2 separate regions of the Oryzias latipes genome follow, and region 2 is linked to region 1. Evidence: chromatin contacts called from public Hi-C data. All regions are on one chromosome and are shown on one strand. Each heading gives the region's core, a stretch centred on a gene start, on an enhancer-like site or on the middle of the called end of the contact. The rest is flanking DNA. Distances are from core to core; before and after follow the strand shown.

Region 1 (5,908 bases), core at 1,574-4,073:
GGAGATTTTTGTGTTCTTGTTGAAAAATGCAGAATATCCCCCTAAACAATGTATCCCCTTTGTCTGGTTGGGTTTGTCTCAATGACCTCAAATCTGATAAATGCAATTTAGAAGTCAGATCATTGATCAAATCCTGTGTATTATCAGAGTCAGAAGCCTTTTTTGTAACTGTACATGAAACAACCAAACTGTAGCAGTCTTGAGGTGGTGATATTGTTAAAGCACACAGAAGTTGTTGATTTGGAGCAGAGTGGGAGGTTCTGCTGCATAATGCAGTACGTAGAGTGCGTGGAAACAGTAGTGTAGTGTGTAAACTACTAAACTATTATCTCTGTTAAATGTCATTTACAAATGAAATGAGATTTAAACTTAGTTATTTCTTAAAAAAGTCTGGTGTTTGAACTCAAAGAAACAGTTTTTGCACAACAAACTCACTGTTCTTTGGTGTTTTTGTCTTGTTATTTTATCTTGTGTGTAATAAGCGAGCAGGAGAATACTCACTTTAATGAGTTAATTGTACTGAGATGACTCATTGACATGTTCCAGAGAACGATATTTACTGAATCTCTTAAATAATCTGATCAATTTGAGCTTTAGTTGCCACGTTTTTCCCGTGAGGCTTTTATTCTGCTGGACGTACTTTTTAAATTGAAGGATTTTAGGATTTATGTTTTAACTCTGCTTCGGTTCCACCACAGTGTGTAGATGCTGACATGAACTTGAAACAAGCCGAACCGAAATCCTGACAGAAATTCTGCTCAGGTCACATTGGACATATTTGGAGTTTGAGTCGTCGGTGAATCTCATGGAAAGATTCGAATCGCCAGCAACACATTCACAGATATTTTAAGGCCATGTAGGTCCTGTAAGTGAAAATGCCCGTCTAGCATCACACTCTAATGATCTCATATAATGCGGCGTATTCCCAGATGCTCTTGGTTTCCATCCGCCACAGTTCCTGCCTCCCTCTCTCTCTTTTTTTTTCTTCCTCTGGACACTCCAGCTCACTTTCAATCCAACTGTGCCCGTTTCTCTAACCTAACACTTTCCAACACTCTGCATATATAATGCAAATGCCAAGCCTGCTCTGAACCTTCTCTTTTTCCCCTCCCTGTTAATCTCTGAGCTTCGTTCCTGCAGCCACGAAGCCGCTCTGCCCCAGGAGTGGAGGCCTGTTCAATGTGGCAGACATGATTTGTTTGCTTTGCAATTATTTTCCATCAGTGGAGACAAATGGACTCATACGGCATGGAGCGACCCACACAGACAAGCGGGAGCGCCGATCGAGGTGAACGCAAGATTCACCGATGAGGCGTGAGTGAGGCACAAGCTCTGGTCTGGGTAAAGGAAGGGATTTGATTTTAGATTTTAGATTGTGCTTCTCATGTATTGATTTATGGGGAGGGTTCTGTGTACCAGAAAAGAGGACCCTTAGCGGCTGAACAGTTGTCAGGAAACGAACCAAGGTTCGTTGGTTTGGCTCTCTGGAGGCAGAAGAGGAGGGGGAGGAAGCATCTCTGTCACAGTTAAAGTCCAGCCCTGGCAGTGGAAACAGACATCGCCCGCATAGATCTTCTACCAGCAGAACCGGTTGTTGTTGCAGAAGACATCAAGCATTAGTTACTTCAGACTCATAGACCATCTGACTGTTTCACCGCTTGACCATCAGTGAAGGAGGAAGACTCTCTCCATCCGTTTAGTCATTCTGTCCTGCTGCAGTGCTGACACATACTCAGAATCTCTTAAGGGGCTCATGAAAGTGACTTTTCTCCCCCCAAAATCCATGAACAAAACCAAAGCACACGTGTCTGGGATTTCCAAAGGAGGTTTCGCGGAAGGCCACAGGGCCTACGGCTTGGCGGCCCCCTTTTGTGGCAAAGTGGGAAATTTGGTGATGTTTACGTTTTCCCACAATGTGAGAAATACATTTATTTGAGCAAGTCCCCCCCCCCCCCCGACATTTCACACAAGCCGCCAGTTTAAGTCTACGACCACAACTAAAGTTTTGTTGACCTTTGACCTCGGGAAGAGGCCACCATGCGCGGAATTTCCCCCCAAAATTCAACACCACCGCCTGTAACTCTTCGCACATCATTGGGAAGCTAAGAAGTGCAGACATAAAGTTTTTAGCTTCCAGGAGTGATGCCCCCGGCTGGTTTGCACATTTTTTACTGGAATATTGGGAAAATTAACTACATAAGTTGTTTACTCAAGCCGAACGACAGAAACACGCAATATAGAAATGTAGGCGTACTTAACAACCTCTGAATCTTGTCCCATATAATATTTAAATAACATTTAGTTTTATTTTCATCTTTCCTACAGATAAAAAGGACAGCAACAAAAACTTTCAATTATTTAAAATGTGCAGTTTTTCAACAAACATAAAGTGGTATTTTTGATGAGATTGTTTCTATATACACACATCCTGTATGGGTTTTTAATTATTAAACATAAACACTTGTTGAAACTAGACATAATAAAAGGGTAAATCATAAAAAAAGATTGGAAAAAAAAGTTCAAATGATAAGAAATGAAAGATCCAAACCACACGTCTTCTTCATGTCATTGCATGAAGATGCAGATGTGGATGAAGTGGCCGTCTCCACATCTGTCTCTTGTGACGCTGGTACACAGAGGACATGCAGATTTCTACGTCTCTGAACTTTGAGACCATCCACAGTTAAGGAGATTAACCTTTTCCTCCCGCCTCACGTCTACTTGACTTCTCTTTTCTTCTGCCTTTGGCCTTTCCTCTTCCCAGCCCCGTCTTCCTCTTTGCAGCGTCTCCGCTGTCTACCCCCCCCCCTGCTCCTCCTCCTGTCTCTCCTTTGCCCTCTCTTTCCTCCCTTTTCACGAAGGCCAGGTTCAGGGGTCACCAATTACTCTAAGAGGGCTGAGAAAGTTGCATGGGCTCTGCCCTCAGGGCTGCCATGTTGCATTAACGTCACAGAGCCTCCAGAAACCCAGCAGCCACTGGCTGCCAGCACAGCAGCCTCAGCCTCAGCCTCGGGTCGGACCCTCGCCCTGCTCATGCCTGAGAAGACGGACCCTCGCCCTCCTCATGCCTGAGAAGACGGCGCGCTCTGCCTCCTAACTGACCTGCTGGGCAGCACTAACATGTATGTCTGAACTGCTAAATCCTTCACTGAACGTTCATTATGTCAGTTAGGCTGGTGTTCTCCAACATTCTCGTATTGAAGAATGTGTATTTTAGTTATTGATGTAGTACACGGCAAAAACCAGATCACAGCAAGAGTAGAAGGACGTAGAAAAAGCAGATCGGAGGGCAGGAAAGTTTATCTGTGCAAAAGAAAAGACACAATATATGACAGAAGTGCTGCCTTTAATTAGAGGGAAAAAAATCAAACTTATCATTATCCAAACATCTCTTCCATGTCAGGTTAGAATATACAGAGAACTAAAAAAAAACATTTTCAGATTATTTACACAAATGGCTTGAATTTGTTAGAATTATCATTTAATTGAAACGCATACATTTGAATTAACCTCAGGGGAGTGAAGTCATCCAAAATAAAAAACTAAAAACACCAAAAACCCTAAATTCACAATGAAAAAGAGTACAAGTAAAAAAAAACAACTAAATTATAATTGACCAAAGGGGTTCTCCATGTACTGACGTCCCACTCCGATCAATTTAGCCAAACTCCAAGAACCTGTTGTTTTCTAGGACATAGTTTCTGCTGAGCAGCAGGAGTTTCTGAAAAATTCACCTCTGAGTTGTGGGCAGGACTGTTGGTGTGGAGCAACCCGGTCCCCCTTCCCGTCACCGGTCAAGAAAAAACTTGATTTGTAACTTGTTTCTGCCTGCTTGTGTGTAACTTTGGATGTGTGTCTGCTTGGAGCCTCCAGCACAGAGCTCTGCCCTGAGCTCCAGTCCCCAATCAGGGCAATAGCAGACAGCACCAAGTCCTTCTCTGCACTCAGAGAGCAAAGAGGTTTTAGCTGCAGAGAAGGAGCCATCAAGTCTGGAAATCTTTTTGTCTTTAAAAAGGGTTGGAGTGTTTAAAAATGCTTATTTGGTGTCCGTTTTTTTTCTCCATCTGTTTAAGAAAATGGTGAAAGAAAGTCTTATTTTTTCTAGATATCCTCCTGAAGCAGCACATTCATTTATGACCTTTTCTTTGCCTCCCCAGAAAGCCAAACTTGCCATGATACCACCCAAACATGGAAGATATCATTGGAAAGACCAGGGCTGTGTCCCATTACCTGCCCTAACCCCTAACTACTAAAAAACTATTAAGTGTGGGACTGTGTAGTGCCCTGCATTTTAAAAACAATTCAGACACCACGCTCACTACTACTAAAAATCTATTTAACATCAGCGAGTTGCAACACTTATTTATGAGTCCAGTGTCTTCTGAAGATAAAAACGTTGATGGTTTATTAAACAGATATATATTTTTTTGGCAAATAATTGTTCAGACGCAATGCATTGTGGTCTATATTTGCCGATCAAGTGAGTGAGCATTGATGCACACTGGTTTTTGCAGAGACTTCTGGGAAATGTCCAGGGCACTGGATTTTGGAATTGTAGATTCGGACAGCACTAGAAAATGGCATTTTATAGTCAGCAGGGAAGGAACTCAGACAAAACCCAGGATGTCCTTGTTATAAAGACTTCAAATGAGTCAAATGACTTAATCCAAGAACAACTGTCCCCCACAGAGGACATATATAGGGTCTGGTTCTCAGGAGGATAATACTATTCACAATCTAAACTCAAAGCGGCTGATATGAAAACTCTGTTGACCCAGCATTCTAGCATCACTTACATGCATCGTCTAAATGCAAATCTGAAGATGTGAAAAGAGTCTCACAACCCCTTGTGCACTTGTAACTCTCATCTGTGCATGAATGTGGTTGTATTTTGTAAGTTTATGATATTCAGATGAACATACCAATACACAGTTGCAAGCAAACACAGTTACGCACAAATCTATGAGTTACAAATCAAGTACCGTAATTTCCGGACTACAAGCCGCTACTTTTTTCCTGCGCTTACAGCCTTGCGGCTTATTCAGTGACGCGGCTGATTTATGGATTTAATTGGCGGCCGCCATGTACGTACTTTCGAACTCAGTGAATAGATTGAATTCTCTATCTGACACCAAGCACGAGGCATTTTTAATCAACACACCTCTTAGCAACCAAACAGCATGGACTTGACTTCAGGTCTTAGACACTTCAGTCATGGTTCAACAAAACGAAACACGCATGCCCGGCCGCATCCCAGAATCCTTTGGGGCCATTAGACCCAACGTGCACGTGATCGCCGCTACATTATGATGAAGCTTTCAAGTTAAAATCAATCGTTAAAAGCAGCGTAAAAAAGTCCACCGTCACCAACGGGTTTGGAAAAGCCGGTTTGCTGCGTGACGGAGAGAACAGCGCATGGAGTGAATTTACACTCCATTTACGGTTTCTAAGGAAACCGTAAAAGCGGAATTTTGCTTTGAAAAACTCACAGCCTCCGTGTGAGCTGGAGACATCTTCTCCTGCTGATTGAGCTGCGGGGCCGATGGCAGTCTGATGGCTCCCACACGTAACAACGCATCCACCCCTCATACACAAAACGTACAGTATTAAGTCCGATTGCTTTGCACAGAAACGATTTGCTCCATCCATCGGCGCAACGGGGACGAAGTGCTCCTCCTTGAAGCTGCCCTGGCACTTGTGAACAGAATATAGGTCCATGCTGTTTGACAGATGTGGATACACTCAAATACGTGACTCAGAGGCAAAACTGGCACCACCCACAATGTGCTAATAAATTGCACTCACTCTGGGATGCTGGGCGTGATCCGTCAGGATGACAATATCGCCTAACACATGCGCGGCTTGTACTCTGACGCGGCTTGTGTATGTATAAAAGCAGTCAAACACA
Region 2 (5,908 bases), core at 1,882-4,381, 84 kb after region 1:
CCTCAGTCCCTTTCATTAAGTGGTAATCACACAGGCTCAGGCTTCAGTGCACAGGGGCCAGTGATGAGATGTGACAAGGCAGGGGGCGTGGGGAGGTACAGTAAGAACGGAGTCACAAAACAAACAGAGCTCAGTGGTAGGAGCAATTAGCACGTCTAAGAAAAACTAGTAATGGGCCTTAACATGTTTTTAGCGTGAAGTAGAACAAATCTGAGATTCTTCCACACGTTCAGGTCTCTTAACTGGAACAGCCATGTTGACAGCATGTTACCACACCTTGTCTCCTGAAAGTCTGCTGAGCCGTTGAGGATTGTGGGTAGTGGTAGCGGCGGCGTGAGTCTCCTCCAGCTCTGAAACACGAGACAGGCAGCCGGATGTCTTCTCCTTGGTGAACACGCTCCTGCACAGGATGCTTCTCAAATCGTTGTTTTGCGGTGTGAAGGGGCGCTTTCAAGTTTCCTATTCCGACACAAACGGATCAGGATTGTCCCGTCACCATCTTCAGGAGCGCTTTCACGCCACATCATGAGTCCGTCCTTCAGAGGTCTGCCATTTATGTCGAATTATCCCAAAGAGAGAGGTCTAGTGATGCGTTGAAGCGGTCAGAGCAGAATGACAGTCAGAAAGAAAGGGAAGTCAGAAAACCAACAACACCCTTATCACAAGTTATGTCCTCAGAGGAAATTAAAGCAGCTAAAAATACATAAATATAACAATTATGTGTAATTCCAAAATAAATCTTTTTGGCTAATTTAATATTTCTGCTAAATGGAATATTATTTTTAGGAATATTAGAAAGCAAGTGGCTACAAAGAAAATCCAATTATGGAATTATTCTTTTTCTCCACAACAGACTAAATTCATTGCTGTCAATTTACTGTTTTGTGCCAAATATGTGGACATTTTACAGTTTCTTTCATTGAAAGTTTCTCGTTACACAAGGATTATTTTGTTTTGAGTACGTCTCCAACCAGAAAATGAGCAAAACTGTATAAAGTGATGTTTTTCTTTATGTGGAGGGATTTCAGCCGCTGATCATTAGGAGAGCTTTATGTCTGCTTTTTTCACAAAAAACAGGATTACAAGTCTTTTTTTTGCTACACCACAAAACCTGCATTTTTGGTCTGAAGCCAGGCTGAGAAGCAGTAATGTTAAAACATGCCTCATTCAGATTATTTACTGTAGAGCAAATCTGACCAATTTCCCTGTAAATCTGACATTTAAAATGTAAAACTTTTCATATAATAAATATAATTTTATATAAAATAATAAAATATTTAATTATATGTTTGCTATTTTCTAAAACGCTTTACTCCAAACCATACCCCCCTCGTATTTTAAAGTTCTGTTGCTTTATTATTTTTATGATCCCAAATTCTTAAGAACTGTTTCACCATGAAATCTTTCCTGCAACCTAAAGTGTTAGTTTGCTTGTGCTGCTGAGGCCTAATAAAAGGTTGATGCTGGAAAACCGACTCACTACTAATTCATTTATAGAAATAATACTCTGTCAGCAAGAATAATATATAAATATATATTTAAAAAAATACAAATAAGGTATCTATCAAAATAATATTTATCTGAAATTACTGAATCCGATATGTACATTTCTTAAAGATTTTTTTTAATTTCACTTTATGAAAAGGTGTAATAATCTTCTAGGCAAAGTGGGATAAAATTATAGTAATAATAAAATAACTAGAAAAGAAAGCATGCGCAAAAGAAAAATGAACTGCTAATTACATTCATTTAAATACAAAGATAATTTCTGTATTTTAAACTTCCTTACAATACAGGAAATGCATGCAGATAGGCTACAGTAATTTCTTTGGTGGCTTTCGCAGCAATAAAACTGGTTAACTATAAAATAATAATAATAATAAAATATATATGATGTAAACAACAACAGGCTGTGAATGCTCAGGTTTCAGGCATCATCAGTGAAGCCGGGTGGAAGTTCAGAGTCAGGCCTTCCGGAAAGCCGCAGCCGGCGCTGAAAATAAATAATGCCGCGTATTCTGGGCCGTTTCCTTCAGTCTGAAAACGAAGTTCCGGTCTCGCTGGACCCCCCTAAATACTTGAAAGTTGGCAACAAAACCAGCAGGAGCGTCTGTTGGTCGCTGGAAGCCTCATACGTCTCCGTCGTACAGGCTGAAGTACTTGCTGGCGCTGGAGAAGCAGAGGTAAGGCGCGCCGCCGCCCGGGTACACCACGGGCAGCGGCACCGGCAGCAGGCACCTCCCCAGCAGGCTGCTCTCCTTGTACAAGGCCGGCAGCTGCCCCGCCGCCACGGGCTTTGCTGCCTCGGGGAAATCACTCGCGGGTCCGTCTATCTCTGTGGAGATTTGTCGTTTCAATTTATTCCTGCGGTTCTGAAACCAGATCTTGACCTGCGTCTCCGTGAGCTGCAGAGAGCTGGCGAGGCAGGCGCGTTCCGCGCTGCTCAGGTACCGCTTCATGTCGAAGGTAGACTCCAACTGGAAGATCTGTCTCTTGGAAAAGATGGTGCGCGTTTTCTTTTTCGTGATGACTTTGCTCCTTTTGCTGGGGCTGCCTCCCTGGAGCGCCTCCGCCGCCGCGCTGCTGGAGATGCTGTCGTCGCAGCTGCTGTCCCCGCTCTCATAGCGCGCGCCCGTCCTTTGGATACCCGGTTCCGAGTCTGCGCTGCAGGTTCTGATCGACACTGAAAGACAAGTGACACAGTTGATGAAAACTCAGCGCGCGCAGCCACTGCTGTGAACTTTCACCAGACTTCTGTTCGAACTTCCCCCCGTCCCGTCAGAGGAATCCGGCGCGCGTCTTACCGCTTTGGTCCGGCCTCTGCTGGCCTGCGGTGTCCTCACGCAGCTCATCCCGCAGTCCGCTGGAGTCAGAGCTCGTCCCGCTCGGCTTCAGGTTGAGGATGTTGTCAATTGTGAACTTGAGGGAGGCGCTGGGTCGACATGGGGCCGCGGCTTTGCTCATATTCTCCCAGACGTTAGGCGCTTTCCGTGCGTTCTTCCTCGTTACTGCGGCCACTGACGCACCATATCAGCAGCTGCCGCTTCTGAGCAGACACTGCCTGCCGCCGCGCGTTCTGCTCCGACTACACAACCGCTCACGGAGCGCGTCGCCGCTGCTGATTGGCTCAGCGCAGCGCTCGGTGTGCGCCAATGGCGGGGAGGGAGGGAGGAGGACGGGACGCCCCCCCCCCCCCCCCCCCCCCCTTCATTTGTCACATTACTCCTCCTCGTCCACCCGCAGCAGCGCTGTCTGCAGCCCTCCAGGGCCCCGCCGGTCACCTACTCAGCTCTGATGCTGAGAAACATGAGGTTGTTTTTTGTCTCAGCTGCGCGTGCGGCTCTTCTTTCTAAATAAAAAAAAATACATATTGTTTTCATGAAAAAAATATTGCAACTTTTTTACCTAAAGCCTTTGCTTCATCGTCTTCATATGCAGCTTGCATGTTATTTGTCTGCGTCACGTGATAAAAAGTGAAAACCTGCAGCAAGGTTTTCATCAAAGCTATAAAAAAGAAACCCTTCTTTTCTTCTTTTTTGTGATTTGTCTGCATGGATGTTATCATTTGAACCATGGAAGACTCTTGTGTGATAAACAAAGGAGAACCTGGGAAGTGCTTGATTTTTTTATTCTGTGAAAATGTGAGAAACCTGGAAACGCGTGACTTTAAATATAAATTTTAGCAAAAATATGTGTTTTCAAACATAAAAGTTTTACAGTCCTCTTCTGAGCAGAAATGTAAAATATCCCGCTCTTTAGACGCAGGCTGCCCGTTTGTGTTCTTGACTAACGGAGGTCTGCTGCAGTCCTCACACCAAGCCGGTCATCTGCGCCCTGAGCACGCTCATGGAGTGAGCAAACGACGACAGGGGGTAGACGGAGCCTGAGAAGCCCACCGCCGGGGCAGAGCCCGGATGCCGGCTCAGGCTGAAGCTCAACGCGCCGGCGGCCGCGGCGGCGGCGGCGGGCGCTCCCCCGTCATGGTACAGAACGGGCACCCGGACGATCCGCTGGCTGGAGTTTGGGATGTGCGCTGCCTCCAGGTCAGCGGCGAGCTGCCGCTTCCACTTGTTCCTCCTGTTCTGGAACCAGATCTTCACCTGCGTCTCTGTCAAATGGAGAGACGCGGCCAAGCCCGCCCTCTCCGTGCTGCTCAGGTAGCGTTTGACGTCGAAAGTGGACTCCAGCTGGAACACCTGGCTGCGACTGAACACGGTCCGGGTCTTTTTCTTGCGGGTGCAGCCCGGCTCCGGCGCCGCGTCCGGCTCGGAACGTGCGTCAAAGGCGCTCGGTGCGTCCTCGTTGTCGTCCGTTAAGCAGCAGTCGCCAGTTTTCCTGTCGGTTTCGTCGCTGCTCTCAGTCGTGGGCTCGGACACGGCGGGTGAAGCCCGGTCACAGCTCGGATCCCCCGAACTCGTGTTGCCCCGTGGACCTAAAAAAGAACACACACACCAAACATTCAGAACTGGAATCCTGGCTCGTGATTCATCCGCTGTTGTAAAGGGGTTCTGAGAAATGTTTTTATCAATCCACCGCACGAAAGATGACTGAAGATGGAATTTAAAAAGTCATTTTTTTTTTACAAAGAAAGGCCCTGGAGCCTATAGTTGTGGTAATGAATTGAGGACGTTGGAGCACAAAGTTTAGGAAGTTTGGTTTACTTCACACACTTGTGTTTTACCCGAAAACGTTTTTATTTGTTGAAGTGGGGACAGTAAAACCACCTTTCCCCCTAGTGTAGCCCACTCATTTTCTTACGCTAATTTCTTTTTAAACTCCCCATTGCTTTAATTCCCGTAACTGAACTGTTTTCTTATTTTCAGCAGCGTAAAAATGATCCATGATTTTAAAAAAACCTCCTGGAGCGCAGCAGTGTTGCTTCTGCGCAGTGAAATTAAAAAAAGGAAATTGGCCTTGAAATCCCAGCAGAACTGAGTGAGTAAAGAGGATTGGAGAGTGAATGTTCGTGTTCTTTAAAAGGAAAAGACGATTCTCCTCTGAGAGAATAAAGGATTTTTGGCAAAATCATAATAGATGTTATCTATAAGTTTAGATATGGATTTTGACGGTCGCCATGGCGTCACACGGTGCAGGGCCCTGGACCCCACCCCCTTGCGTGTCGCCCTGTCCCTCCCTCATCATGGATGCGTCCAAACATGGGCGGGCTGCTGTGTAGTCTCTTCTTTACTGATGGCGGCTGCAGCATTACAGTAAACAACAAAACAGTTCTTTGTTCATAGTTTTAATCTGTGAAGTCTGTATGAAGAGCTGTGCATCCCTCCACCCCCGCAGAGACTTCAAATAGGGTGGAGATGTCCCCGCGTAAACGATGGCCAGCTATCACACCTGGACCCCCAGTATTGTCCATCCGACGCTGTTCTGACGGCCCTGCGAGCATCCGCGCCGCCAAAGACGGTTGTGCGTGACGTGCCGTCCTGCGCTTTTGTTTTGGAATGCTGGGGGCATGCGTGCGTAATTCCTAATCCCAGAACCGAGGCACCGACACCAAATCAGAGGATAGCCACGGCCTGCGCCCGCTAAAGAAGAGAAGTGGCTTTTGTGTGTCTGACATAGAACGTGGGTCTTCGAGGCGAGCGCGCGCTGCGGTCGAAGCGCGTTCGCCTTTGAAAGTTTGGCGGAGCGGAAACGCCTGCTGATGATCCTGCTCCTTAGGATCCATTCGCCAACCTGAGCAGCCTCTGAGTTATTCCACCGGACAGAAAAGCAAACAGATGGACGACTGCAAGCAAATGACTTTTTATGACCCATTATGAGCGGGAGCCATGCGTCAAACGCGACGCAGCAGCGCCCGCAGCGCGATCCAAGAAAGAATAATTAGATGTGGTCATTTGCACTTTGGCCAAACACAAACTCCTCTCAACAGCAGCCGCGTTGACTTACTGTGTGA

What was found. Hi-C and Micro-C count contacts between places; a contact is called where the count stands out from the background.
Region 2: a Hi-C map of embryo shows a contact between it and region 1, with 2.0 times the contacts expected there. The contact joins the promoter of LOC101169274 here to the enhancer-like site in region 1. A contact is called at or near these places in 2 of 5 Hi-C or Micro-C datasets (embryo and fibroblasts).

What each region holds. Positions count from the first base shown.
Region 1 is chr1:34,658,363-34,664,270 of ASM223467v1, forward strand. No RefSeq gene overlaps it. Among protein-coding and RNA genes, the nearest start is that of LOC101171806, 15 kb to the left of the region's middle. Within about 2 kb of position 2,824, at least 2 of the 8 cell types and tissues checked have an H3K27ac peak or open chromatin away from gene starts, as enhancers often do.
Region 2 is chr1:34,742,294-34,748,201 of ASM223467v1, forward strand. LOC101169274 (homeobox protein HMX2-like) reads right to left here and starts at 3,132. Exons shown (of 2, transcript XM_004066290.4): 1 at 2,805-3,132; 2 at 1,604-2,683. The coding sequence starts at 2,964. The coding sequence ends at 2,130. LOC101172056 (homeobox protein HMX1-like) reads right to left here. Exons shown (of 2, transcript XM_023960932.1): 1 at 5,902-5,908; 2 at 3,612-4,432. The coding sequence ends at 3,810.